2 separate regions of the Mus musculus genome follow, and region 1 is linked to region 2. Evidence: chromatin contacts called from public promoter capture Hi-C data. All regions are on one chromosome and are shown on one strand. The core of a region is the stretch at or near the end of the contact, and the rest is flanking DNA. Distances in the headings are between cores, read along the strand shown. Region 1 overlaps Efcab11 (EF-hand calcium binding domain 11). Region 2 holds the start of 3300002A11Rik (RIKEN cDNA 3300002A11 gene).

Region 1 (2,902 bases), core at 94-2,593, 520 kb before region 2:
CTGTTAACACCAAGACCTTAGATGCATTATGGTCAGGAGATGTGTGTAATGAAAAGGTAATGACTCCTGTCTGTGTTCATAGGAATAAGATGTCTATTCTGCTGCAACCTGTTTTTACCTCGTCTCCTTCCCAGTGACAGAGAAAAGCTCCGTTTCTTGTGACATAGACCCTGTTCTCGTTATTCCACTTCTCTGCAGGCAGGTGGAAGGACGCGTCAGTCCTCTGCATGTCCCTGTGCTCTGACAGCCCAGCATGTTGATGTCACCTGTCACTTTGCTTTCTGGACGTACAGTCCTTTTATACAAACACATTATACCCCCAATCATGGCCTCTAAAACTCAGAGTCTGAATTTTATTCCTCAGACTAGAGAAGGCTTACATTATCCCTTTTTTTGTTAAAGGCCACTTCATCCTTTTAAGCCCTTGGTTTTAGGCATTTCGGTCCTTGGGAAAATGAATGTATGGTAGAGTGAGCATGAACCTTGCTTTCTTTGCTAACCCTGGGACCAGCCTTACAGTCAGGTAACCCGGCATTCTTACTGTTTTCTCCTTCGCTGTCCCTGGGTTTATTGCCGTTTCTAATTTGAGCTCCCTATGATAGCCAGACACCAGACTGCTTCATTTTCAAGAGGATTTCTCTGCATACACTGACCCTGAAGCTTAGAACTGTGAACCACAAAAAGATATACATAATGGAACTTTCAAAGAAAAAAAAATGTTGATAGTTTTATTCGATTTTTTTGAATACTTATTCACCCCTGTGGTGAAAGCTGATTACCCTCCTAGGAAGCAGCTTTTCACAAAGTAGGGGGGAAAAATCACCTTTTCAGTCTCTTTCTATATGGCATATCTGTATCACACATATTAAGTAGTTTGGGAAGCAAAAATAAATACATATCTTCATTATAGAACATGAAAAGCGTTCTTTTTTTTTTTTCCTGAGGATAGATAACAAAACGGAAGGACGTATTTTCCAGTTGTGTAGAAAATGCCCAGACTTACATTATCAGGAAGGATTTGTAAAAAGCATTGGAGTTTATGATGGTCTGGATCGTAAATGTTCTTCAAAGACTGTGTATTGACAGCTGGGTCGCCAACCTGTGACACTCCTGGGTGGGGGTCGGGGTGGTGCTTTAAAAGGTAGGGCCCAGTCCAAGGAAATTAGCTGTGTCCTTGAAGGGGACACTGGGGCACTTGTGTCTCCTTTTTATATATCTGACACTGTCAAAGGGACAGTTTCTCCCATCCTGGACTCCAGCCATGGTGACAGGACCCAGGGGTCACTGACTGAGCTCTCTGAAACCAGAGGCAAAGAGCAGCTCTGCCTCTCCTGGATTCTTTGCCTTTTATTTTTCACCATGGCAGGAAGCTGACAGTAGCTAAGCCGTGAGCCTCAGGCTGGCGGGCGTCCTGTGAGGCCACTCCCAGCGACACTCTGAACAGGGGAATGTGGGCACTGGCTTGTTATTTAAAAAGTCTGCAGAACACCGGTAAAGACCAGGTACACTGACAGATTGCCCACACCTCTGTAAGACCTGTTAGTGAACACAACTAAACAGCCAGACCCTATAATTGGTGGTGCCACTGGTGGTGTGGCCCTGATTTGCAACTCCAGTGGCGTGTATGTAGGTAACTATAAGTGGAGCAGTGTACACAGAGAACTCAACATTGTGTTTCAATTTAGAATTTTCTAGAATACACTCGTTAGCTCCCAGGCAGACACAGATAATGCATTGGATATGAGATTTGGCCTAAATGGAATTTTTGAGAGTCTGTGAAGCAGTAATTTCGGTTTGACTCTTGTGACAGCAGGTGGAGCTAGAAGTAAGAATTCTATTTCTAGGCCATTTAAAAGGCAGCAAAATCTGCAACCCTTACATCAGTGTATTTGTTGCAAAGCTTTAGAATAGTAAATTATTAAGTATTAGCTTTGGAGAGCAATTGTGGTATTGCAGAAGGAAAGCCGTGCTAAATGAAAATGTAGTCTCCAGAAAAAGGGCTTGTGTTTGGTTGTGTGTGGCCCTGGTAGACAACCTGAGGGCATGCTGTGGACCATGTATTTACATGGTTTAATGTGTACCCAGTGCCTCTGATCTCCACTGAGCTGAAAATATGAGGTATATGACTCTGGGGGAAAATAGTATGAAAAAACATGATTATTCATAATAGAGTTATTTGTGTTATTAGATTGTTTTTTTTTTCATTTAAGTGGTAGCAAACATACAATTTAAATATTTTTCCTATTTTAAAAAAACCTAAAGAACATTTGTTTTCTATACTATGATGACCTGCATACTGTATAACTCCAAGTGTGGATGTGTTATCTGAATATGTAATTAAACCGACAACAGCATTCATATGCTCCCTTTTCTTATGCATCACCCATTGAACCATACAGCTACACTCTGCCTCGCATCTCTCTGAGTGAGCTGCCATGATCAGAGCAGATCTTAGCCATTGCTTTCCTTCTCACCGAATGCTTTTTTTTTTTCCCCTAAAGCAATGGTTTATTTTACTGGCTCTGTAAATGAAAAGTAATTTGCTTTTTGCCATTACTTTTTGGAGTTAAAGATGATTCAAAACACACACACCTTAAATTTTTTTATTATTTATTTATGTTTATATCCTGACCAGAGTTTCCCCTCCCTTCTCTCCTCTCAGTATCCCCCTCCCTCATCCACTCCTCCTCCATTTCCCTTCAGAAAGGGGCAGGCCCTCACGGTTATCAGCAGCCATGGCATATGAAGTTGTAGTAAGACTAGGCACCTCCGCTCCTGTCAAGACTGGGTGGGGCAGTAGGAGGAAAGGGGCCCAAAGGCAGGCAACAAAGTCAGAGACAGCCCCTGCTCCCATTGTTAGGAGTCCCACAAGAACACCAAGCTACACAACTTTAACTTATAT
Region 2 (2,812 bases), core at 215-2,714:
GAAGACACCACCAGGCTTTGTAGAGGAGAGTGAGGGAAATTACAAAGGAAGCATGGGTGGGGTGGGACTAGGTCATTTAGCTTCTTTTCGTTCCAAATCCGTAAATATTTACTGTTGACCTTCTCAAATGGTTTGGGTACACTGACCCAGTTGAAAGCAGGGCAGGCGAGAGCAGCTGTTCCCCACCCCCACCCACTGTTAAAGCTGATCTCAGACCAATTGCCTCCAGCCAGCCCAAAAGTGGCCTTCAGGGAAAGCTGCCCCCTTCCCCCCAGGGAACAGTTTTAGCCAATTTACACTTTTAAAGTGTGACCTCTTCTAAAGATTCCTAGAGACAAGAGCAGATTGCTGTGAACTGAAGGACACCCCCCCCCCATAAAAATAAAAAATACTTTGAATTCTGGCTTAGGTTTGCTATTGTTGCCAGGTCTTTTGTTTCTGAGGGGAAGGTAATTATAAATTCCATTCCAAGCATAAATGTTCTTTTGTGAGCAAGGGGGACGGGATACCAAAAACAATGAGTGGATTACGTTTCCATTTTTGTAAGATCGTGCCAAGATAATGTGGTTTAAAACAGCTGGGGTTTTTAGAGCAGAGATGGAGCTTCGAAAGGTCTTCTCAGCGCCCATGAACGTCAGCCAAGTTAGAGACTTCTGGACGAGTCTGAATATTCCTCCAGATTCATACTGAGAAATAAGGGATTTTGGGTTGGGGGTAGTTCAGATTTGACAGTCATGTTATTGCATCAACATAATCTGGTAGCTACATGTTCATCTGACCTCATCTACTCGGGGCAAAGAGGAGCAGAGAGCATTTAATGGTGTCCTGTTGTCAGCCTGAGAAATCATTAGCAAATGAACAGGAAACTTTGGAGAATAACTACAATATAGCCCTGTATTTGCCTACCACAAAATTCTCTGTACTGTATTAATATGTTTTCATTTTAATTTTTCTTTGCAGAGTATTGGGAAAGGGTCATTGTGGTGCATCGACCCAGAGTATAGACAAAATCTAATTCAGGCTCTGAAAAAGACACCTTACCACCCACCTCCTACTCCTCAGGCTTATCAAAGGTAAGTGACTCGCACTATCGGGGGTTTTTGTTTTCTTAAAGTCTCCTGGAATTTTGTTATTTTAGCAGAGACAGTCTCTAAAACTAATTTAGTAGGCCGTATGAATGTTTTAAAAATAACTACAGACTAATGGGAAAAAGAATTAAGTCTGATGAGGAGGCACATCCATTGGCTATGCATTTCCTGGGAAGCTTACCGCTTCTGTAGCTCCGACTGAGCGGGTGTGGCTCCGGAAGGGCTCCTGGTAGGTAAATAGCGTCTTCCTGGGTAGAATCGGTTACAGAGGAAAGTGGACAGCTTTTCTATCTCTGCGGGTCACGCTTTGTTGGAATAAGAGCGGTGAGGCACACAGGTGATTCCACCTTCCCATGGCCTGCCTCTAGAGATGTGGAAAGAAGGCAGGCTCGGTTGTTGTCATCCGGTTTCCATGTCGACAGGCTCCTGAGTGATGGGTTTGTTGTGGTTACTAAGTGTTTGTCTTGAGAACCATGGCCACTTTCCCTCCTCACGTGTCTGGCTGTCATGAGACTGAGGTCATGAGTGCATTTTTACAAATATACAATGGGAGGGGTGTTAGGTAGATTGTCACAGTTTAAAAAGCATGTCAGTGCTAAGTTAGAAGAAAGGGCCTTACAGAACAAAGAGCCGGATTTCAACCTGTGGATGGAGTCTTAGCTCTTCACGGTGCTTGTCATCAGGCCCACTAAGAAAGTTTGAAAATTACTTTATTTAAGTGTACAGCTGTTTCACTTTCATTTATGTCTGTGTAGCATTTGAATGCTTGGTGACTGTGGAGGCCAGAAGAGGGCATTGCATCCCCTGGAACTGGAATTACAGGCGATTTGAGCCACTGTGTCAGTGCTAGGAATTGAACCTGGATCCTCTGGAGGAGCAGCCGGTGCTCTTAGATCACTAAACCATCTTTCCAGTCCCCTACCAAGAAGTTCTAGAAGGCATGTAGCAGCATTTCCTTTGTTAACTGGTTAAGAGAAACTGCCAGTGGAGTAGACATTTATGTTAATTGGGAATGGCCCGGTGTCAGAAGGCTGGGGAATTTTACAGTCCACTTGCAGATTTTTCTGTTCTGATGTTTATTCTGCAGGAGGGCACACAGAGTGAGCCTTCCAACGTGGCATTAATGAAGTTCTTGTGCGTTCCATCACAGACCCTAGACAATCAGTCTCCGGCAAGAGACGGGAGAAGCAGCTGGGCTCTATGAGAAGACTGCTGTATGTCTGCCTTTGCTAGGCGATTAGCGTGATGGTAGCCATAGTAACTGGAGTGTCTCCATAGTAACGCGTAGCTGAGACAGGTGCACTTGCATCACAAGGCTGTTTGTTGCCTGGCAAAAGGACAGGCCATTAGTACTTAGACATAAGCTGTTGCCTTAGAAACAAATAACCCTACATAGCAACTACAGTTGGTTCGCAAGGGTATTTTTGGGGGGCTGGGGGAAGGAAGGTTGTAGCTGCTTTTGTCTGTGTTCATAAAAATCAGTGGAAGCATACTTTATTTGAAATGACAACTCGAGGTCATATAGCTGTAGGAGGAAGAGATGGGATTTTCCAGAGCAGCCTAGCCTACATTGTAGGAATGTCCAGAAGGGGAGAGCCATATGCCTGCCTCTCTTCTTGTGATGGTAGCCATTCCTGAAATAGAAGCTGGGATTGGGGTTAGAGAGTTGCTTTTTTATGGGGTTGGTGGGGAGCCTGGCACTAATTATTGCAATACTGTCGATA

What was found. Promoter capture Hi-C pulls out the DNA fragments that hold promoters and counts their contacts.
Region 1: a contact with region 2 is called in a promoter capture Hi-C map of liver. The contact joins the enhancer-like site here to the promoter of 3300002A11Rik in region 2. A contact is called at or near these places in 6 of 39 promoter capture datasets (the C10 cell line, cranial neural crest, frontonasal cranial neural crest and 3 more), 1 of 15 datasets of contacts at CTCF or cohesin (the NIH/3T3 cell line), 2 of 484 Hi-C or Micro-C datasets (bone marrow-derived macrophages and cerebellum), 4 of 115 datasets of contacts at active chromatin or transcription factors (bone marrow-derived macrophages, embryonic basal ganglia, embryonic fibroblasts and 1 more) and 1 of 9 other capture datasets (embryonic stem cells).

The regions. Positions count from the first base shown.
Region 1 is chr12:99,860,097-99,862,998 of GRCm38.p6, reverse strand. The region is part of intron 3 of Efcab11 (EF-hand calcium binding domain 11); the gene reads left to right. Among named protein-coding and RNA genes, the nearest start is that of Efcab11, 22 kb to the left of the region's middle. Within about 2 kb of position 1,343, at least 5 of the 459 cell types and tissues checked have an H3K27ac peak or open chromatin away from gene starts, as enhancers often do. A contact at or near this core is called in liver, where this site is marked.
Region 2 is chr12:99,339,683-99,342,494 of GRCm38.p6, reverse strand. 3300002A11Rik (RIKEN cDNA 3300002A11 gene) reads right to left here and starts at 1,464. Exons shown (of 3, transcript NR_166805.1): 1 at 1,270-1,464. It overlaps Foxn3 (forkhead box N3), which reads left to right. Exons shown (of 6, transcript NM_183186.2): 3 at 961-1,073. RefSeq lists an enhancer at 1,224-2,812.